Linked DNA regions of Mus musculus: region 1 is linked to region 2. Evidence: chromatin contacts called from public HiChIP or PLAC-seq data. All regions are on one chromosome and are shown on one strand. The core of a region is the stretch at or near the end of the contact, and the rest is flanking DNA. Distances in the headings are between cores, read along the strand shown.

Region 1 (3,365 bases), core at 555-3,054, 170 kb before region 2:
TTGTTTATTTTGATCCTAGGAGAACACAGTTCAGCAGGATTTGGGGACAGGGATTTTCTGAATTCTCATGAGCCCCAGACTTCTCAAAACCACTTCATGGAGCTGTGTTGAGATGTTTTGGGTCAGGTGGTCTGCCTGGGAACTTTCTTGAAGAATACAAAATACACTTAAGTAGAAAATGACTCTAATTAGCTATGTATCTATTGCTGTGGTTTGAATGTGAGCGGCTCCCGCACACATATGTGTGAATGCAATCACGGGTGAGCTGACATGGTGTGAAGATCAACGCCACTACAGATCTGGTTATTGGAAAAAAAATTTTAAGGCAGTTCAGGACTGGGGAGACCACTCGGTAGGTCTCAGTCCTGCCCCCAGAACCTAAACTTAAAAACTGGACATGATGTCACCTGTGCTGTGCCAGCACTGTTGAGGGGAAGGGAGAATCTGTGCGGGTCACCAGCCAGCCAGCGGAACCTTGGTAACCTTAGTGAGTTCCAGGCCAGGGGACTCCTGATCCTTAGGCCTCCATCCCTGAGTTCTGGGCTTACAGGTGTGGAGCATCAGGCCTGACTAATTGTAAGGTGTTCTAAGAGATTTGATCATTGCTGAGAGAGAGAGAGAGAGAGAGAGAGAGAGAGAGAGAGAGAGAGAGAGAGACAGAGAGACAGAGAGACAGAGAGAGAGAGATAGAGAGAGAGAGATTGAGACTCCCTGCCTCAGGCAGAGGATCTAGAGTGTTTTTTTCCCTGAGGACAGGCTTGGCCTTTCCATAACCATTGTTGGTTTGGTTCAAATCTGCTTAATCCACTCAGCCTTCCAGCAGCAGGCTGGGAGCAAAGGGGATTATCTTTATCAACTGTCTCCACTCCCGGCATGACTTTGCGACCCGCTTAGGATTAGCTTGATATATATATATATATATATATATATATATATATGTGTGTGTGTGTATATATATATATATTCTGTTAAGACATAAACAGGAATTAGAAGTGGAAATGAAACAAATGGAAATCCCCAAACCGGACAGAAGTGGGGTGACAACAAATAATGCAGAACTCGGGCAAGGTAATAGGCAGATTGATTTTTATGTTCACAGAGGAATCAAGGCGCAGAGAGCCACGGGCATTGGTGGGAATCAAGGTATAGAGAACCTCGGGCGTTGGCATTTTGGGGGGGGGCGACTTTTGGTGCTGAGACTTCCAGTTTAATTAGCTTGGTTAGTTGGTAATATTTTGTTTTTACCTGGATGGCGATTACCTCTGAGCCCACTCTAGTTCTTCCTTTATTGATTGCCTTAGTATTCTTCTGAGACACTCAAAATCATATCTGCTGGGGACTCTGCAAAAAGATTTTAAATATTAGTAAGAAATGAAAAGTAATTCCATTAAGAAGATGAAGAAATTGGGGACCCAGAGTTGACATCGAGAAGCTTGAGAGCCAGAAGGAAAGTCTTATTTTTGTTTGGTCATTCAAACTGTTCCTCTTGGGCCGGTGAGGTGGTCCAGTGTAAAGGAGCTTGCTGCTGTCAAGCCCGGCCATCTGAATTGCGTGCTGGACCCTCAGGGTGGAAAGAGAACAACTCTAGCAAGCTGCTCTCTGACTTCTTTATGCATGCCATGAGTACACGTGTGCTCATACACATAAATAAATGTCATAAAATTTTTAATACAACATTCCTTTGATTACCGTGATAGGAACTAGGGAATTCCCCCTATGAAGGAAACCCAGGGTCTTATGCTATGGGTCCATGATCGCACTGTAACAGAGAGGGGACTTTGTCACGAATAATGAAGTCTCAGGAGAAATTACAAAAACACGCTGGGAGTCCACGGCTGAGAGTTCTCTAGTTCTAGTCTGCCAAGCGTGACAAGACACATTTGCTTTGTTTGTTAAGAACAATTAAAACTGGGGGTGAGCGGGGACTACATAACATAATGAATTAAACCCTTTCAGAAGAGGATTTCAAACCAGCTCACGAGCAGGCTTTTTCCTGGGAGAAGATAGGTTTGAATTCTGAGCTGAAATCAATACCACCCAGAAACAAATGCACACATGTTTAATTAATCTGCAGGTTTTTTTCTTATTACTGTGATAAATGAAAAGGAGCTATAATTTTTGTAAGAACTTCCTGGTTTAATTTCTAGAAACAATCTCATTACCTGAGAGAGATTATTACTACAGAAGAATGTCCCCAGATGCTCTGAAGTCACAGGACTATGCTAAAAGTCCTCAGACTGGGAAGACAGTTGGCCATACAGGGTAGCCAAGGAAAACCTGAATTCCAACTGTTTGCAAAGCCCTGGCCTTCTTTGTTTGCCTGCTTTTATTTAACTCCTCATTGGATGGGAGCCCGCACCAGGTAGTCAGAACAATTACAAACTATTTCCTCATCGACGGAAGGACGGAAAGCTTCCTGGCAGGGGCCATGAGGTAATTTATACATCACACTTTCAATGCCTATCTGGACTTTTACTTCCACACATGGACACGAGCCAAGAGAAACCGGAATGCAGCTTCAGAGATGGAATGAAACTTTCGGACATGACCGTGAAGGGCTTAAGGGGCAGAGAAAAGCATAGCTTGGGAGAACCAAGAAATACTCATCCTTGTAGCTTCAAAAATAGTCGCTTTTTTTAGGGGCTGGAGAGATGGCTCAGCAGTGGCGAGCATTTACGGAACGTCTAGAGGAGGTGAGTTCAGTTTCCAGCCCCCACATAGAAGCTCATGATTTCCTGTAACTATGACTCCAGGGCTTCCAGGGCCTCCTCTGGAGGTGCCGCACTCACATACACATACCCATGTGTAGGCACACATATATTATTTAACATAATGAAAATAAATTATTTAATTTTTATTGAATTCATTTCATTTATGGTGGGTACGGGGCGGCACACCTACCCTGGTGCAGCCGGGCGTGGTGGCGCACGTCTTTAATCCCAGCACTCCGGAGGCAGAGGCAGGCGGATTTCTGAGTTCAAGGCCAGCCTGGTGTATAAAGTGAGTTCCAGGACAGCCAAGGCTATACAGAGAAACCCTGTCTCGAAAAACCAAAGGGGGAAAAATATCACCTACCCTGGTGCATGTGTGTGGAGGTAAGAGGACAACTTGACAGCCATTTTCTACCACATGGAGACCAACACTCAGACTCTAGCCATCAGGTATGAGATAATGTTCCTGTAACCACTGAACAGCTCCTGGCTCCTGGTCCTTCTATCCTGAACTTTGCTCTTATCCCTAGCTATTGACCCTGATATACTTTTAGGGCAGAACGGGTTGTGTTGGCCTAGCCATAGAGCACAGCACTCAGGGGTCTGCTCTGCAGGAAGCCCTCGGAGTCTGTGTGGGAAGGAGTTTTCCTCTGT
Region 2 (3,626 bases), core at 487-2,986:
TCACCCGTAACTTTAGCTTCAGGAGATCCCACACCCTCTGCTAAGGACACCAGGTGTGTACAGTGTACACACATATAACTAGTCAAAATACCCATACACATTTTAAAAAACAATCTAAGAGAATATGGTGCCAAGAATTACAGATTTCCCTATGTGCATGCTGCAGAGCTGTGTGTGTGCATGCATCTGTGTATGTATGTATGTATGTATGTATGTATGTATGTGTGTGTGTGAGCATGTGTGCTTGTGTGTACATGCGTGTATGTGCTGCAGAGCTGTGTGTGTGTGTGCACGTGCACATGTGTATGTGTGAGCATGTGTGCATGTGTATACACGCATGTGTGTGCTGCAGAGCTTTATGAAGATCAGAAGACAACTTGCAGAAGGCTGTTCTCTTACCACGTGAGTCCCAGAAGTGGTGCGCCAGTTGACAGGCTTGGTGGTGTTCGGGTTCCCTCAAACCTTGACCTTTTACACTTTGAAAATCTTCTTTCCCATGAAATCCCAGGATCCTCCACAGAAAGCTCACTCCTCCCCTTCCCATCAGCCTTCCCATGTCTGCCAGTGCCTGCAAATCTCAGTGCTAGTCAATAGCTATGATTCACAGTGCTGCCAAGCACAAGGGCATTTATCAGTCTGCAGAGTTAATCAGTGCTATTCGATCCTTCGCTTAGGGAGCAAAGTTAGAGTTAGAAAACCTAGAGGGAACCAGGAGGTCTCAGGAGCAGCTGGATCTAGAAACAAACGGAGGTGAGCACAGGAGTTCAGGCTCCTGGTGCTCTGCGCTTTCTCGGGAGCTGCCTTATTTCAGAGAGCATCTTCCTGACATGCAGGCACAGATGGGCTCCTGGCTCAGAGAGCGCGAGGCTGCAGGGGGTAGGCAGTGAGAGCTGCGGAATATTAATTGGATAAGGACACGTAGAATCAATACTGATATAAGAAAGTAAATAGAACTTTGATTTATGCAATTATTATTTTTTCAGAATCTATTTGCAGCCTAATTGCCTGTGACACTAAGGCTGGAATACAAAGTACCAGCCCCACATCTGTGACCTTTGCATTGAGTGCTGTTGTCGTCACTGTTGTCTTCCTCTCCTCCTTCTCCTTCTTCTTCTCTCTCTCCCCGCTTCTCCCTATCCCTTGTATGTGTAATAAACTTTCTCATTCTGTGTAAAAATTCTCCCAACACCATGTGTGCCCTGTAACCCAGCTCAGACGGTCAGGTTTGGCAGCAAGTGGTTTACCCTTTGAGCTATCTCCCTACTTTTGATGACTCTAGTTTGAGCTGTACATCTGGCTCACCCCACTGGGAATCAGCATGTAAGAGGGGCAGCCATCAGAGTCCCTTGTCTTTGTGTGTCCTGACTTGATCAGCTCATTGGCTGACTACATGTAAAATGGAGTCAAGTGTTTATGCTCTGTGTTATTGGGGACATGGTACAATGTACTTGTATTCCTGATAAAGTGCCAAACTACAGCTGAGTTGAAATGACTACTCCTTCTTCCTCCCTCTCTCCCCCTTCTTTCTTCTTTCCGTCCCTTGTTCATAACCTCTCTTTCCCTTCCTTCCTCTGGGTGACTTTTCTTTGATTCTATGTCCCTCAGACATCCTCACTGGCTCCGCATCCTTCCCAGTTCCCATTTTTGAACTATGCCCGCTTTGAGTGTCTGCAGAGTGGCTTCTGCAGTCGCTGTTCTAGGGGCTGTCCGGAGCTTTCCTTCGTGCAAACCACAGCAGCTGCAGTTGGTGACGCAGACACACAGGAAGCCACGCTGCCACTTCCTCTGCTCCCTTTCCTCTTTGTCTCCATTCTCTGACGATTCTTGCAACTTTTTTACAGGAAATGCAACCAGGAAAACAGACTGAATATAAAAAAGTATTTCCAGCAAAAGGTCTCACCTCCAAAAACCATAAAGTTTGAGGCGGCCTTAGAGACCATGTTAGCAAGCCAATTAGTTTGAAACTGAAGGAGAAAGAATGTGAAAGAAGAAAAATAATCTCAGTTGGTATTTCCTCTGTATCTTCCTTCAATTCATTGTTACCTTTTTTTTTTTTTTTTTCTTTTTAGCTTTTTGAGACAGGGTTTCTCTGTATAGCCCTAGCTGTCCTGGAACTCACTTTGTAGACCAGGCTGGCCTCCAACTCAGAAATCTGCCTGCCTCTGCCTCCCAAGTGCTGGGTTTAAGGGCGTGCACCACCACCGCCCGGCCATTGTTACCTTTTGATGTAAATACTGTTACTCAGTATGGGAGGTTCGGAGACCGAGGGCCAGCGATGTCATCATCCTGTGCCATGTGCCAGTGCTCACTCAGAAGCCATGCTCGACCTACTGCTACAGTGAGGTTTCTTTCCTTGTAATAAGAGAGCTGGGTAGAGGCAACCCAGCACTCCCACTAGAGAAGGCTTCTGAGGAAGAGCTTTAGGAATTGGAATGAAATCTGAGATTGCATGGAGGAGTTAACTCCCAGGTAATAGGCTGGATTCTCCTTTACGCAGGCTTTCCTCTTTAATGGTCTGATTTGGTGAAATGAACTCCACATATGATTAAGGAACACTACTTTGTCTACCTTCCTCTTCAAAATACAAAACAGAGACGAAACCTTTTGCAAGGGGCCCAGTGAGATGCTGGCAACCAGGACAATGCAAGATGCCTTCTAATGGAAAAATGGGAAAGCCCTTCTGCATTCTGAGGTGTGTGTTACTTCTCATGGTTATGTCTCTGTTTCTCTTTCTTCCTTTCTTCCTTTCTTCCTTTCTTCCTTTCTTCCTTTCTTCCTTCCTTTCTTTCTTTCTTTCTTTCTTTCTTTCTTTCTTTCTTTCTTTCTTTCTTTCTTTCTTTCTTCCTTCCTTCCTTCCTTCCTTCCTTCCTTCCTTCCTTCCTTCCTTCCTTCCTTTCTTTCTTTCTTTCTTTCTTTCTTTCTTTCTTTCTTTCTTTCTTTCTTTCTTTCTTTCTCTTTCTTATTTCCTTATGAGGGAAGCGTGTCACATGTTCCAGGCCAGGGAGCAGGAAGCTGCCCACCTTCTCAGGTGTGTACCCTGAGTTTCTGGGGACTTGGACCTGCTCTACCTACCAAGCTTCCTGGCATGGTCCACCATCCCACACTCTCTCCTCTCCTCCTCCTCCATTCCCTCCTCCCTGTCCTCTCTCTCCTCCTTCCTTCTCTCCTCCCTGTCCTCTCTTCTCTACTACTTCCTTCTCCCTGTCCTCTCTCCTCTCCTCCTCATCCATTCCCTTCTCCCTGTCCTTTCTCCCACTTCCTCCTCTCCGGCTCCTCCCATCCCTTTGAAAGCTCACTCTGCCCTCCAGAATCTCACACCTTTCTATCAACAGTTTTCTGCATTCTCCTGTATCTCAGTATTTTCCCTTTGAATCTACTTTTCAACTTCTTCCTGTTTCCAGTTACAGTTTCCTTTTACAGACCTGTTACTAGGCACTCCTGGACCTTTCCATCAGTGAGATCTCCTCCTTACCTTGCTAACATCACCATCCCCACCACCGTGCTGGGAGAAAACAGCACCTCTGTTAAGGATTTTGAAACACACTTTCAAAGGCTAAGGTTCACGCTACTCATTGTAAAAGGTATTAAAAGAGACTTTTGAGAAACTGGCTTGGTAGCTTCTTAGG

What was found. HiChIP or PLAC-seq counts read pairs in DNA pulled down with a chosen protein or histone mark.
Region 1: a contact with region 2 is called in an IKAROS HiChIP or PLAC-seq map of large pre-B cells, with 5 times the contacts expected there. The contact joins two enhancer-like sites. A contact is called at or near these places in 1 of 39 promoter capture datasets (the C10 cell line), 1 of 15 datasets of contacts at CTCF or cohesin (CD8 T cells), 9 of 484 Hi-C or Micro-C datasets (CD4 T cells, CD8 T cells, ECoMG myeloid progenitors and 5 more), 8 of 115 datasets of contacts at active chromatin or transcription factors (CD8 T cells, the HPC-7 cell line, double positive thymocytes and 4 more) and 1 of 9 other capture datasets (embryonic stem cells).

The regions. Positions count from the first base shown.
Region 1 is chr9:116,196,892-116,200,256 of GRCm38.p6, forward strand. No RefSeq gene overlaps it. Among named protein-coding and RNA genes, the nearest start is that of Gm4668, 9.4 kb to the left of the region's middle. Within about 2 kb of position 1,805, at least 14 of the 459 cell types and tissues checked have an H3K27ac peak or open chromatin away from gene starts, as enhancers often do.
Region 2 is chr9:116,364,640-116,368,265 of GRCm38.p6, forward strand. No RefSeq gene overlaps it. Among named protein-coding and RNA genes, the nearest start is that of Gm31559, 26 kb to the right of the region's middle. Within about 2 kb of position 1,737, at least 116 of the 459 cell types and tissues checked have an H3K27ac peak or open chromatin away from gene starts, as enhancers often do.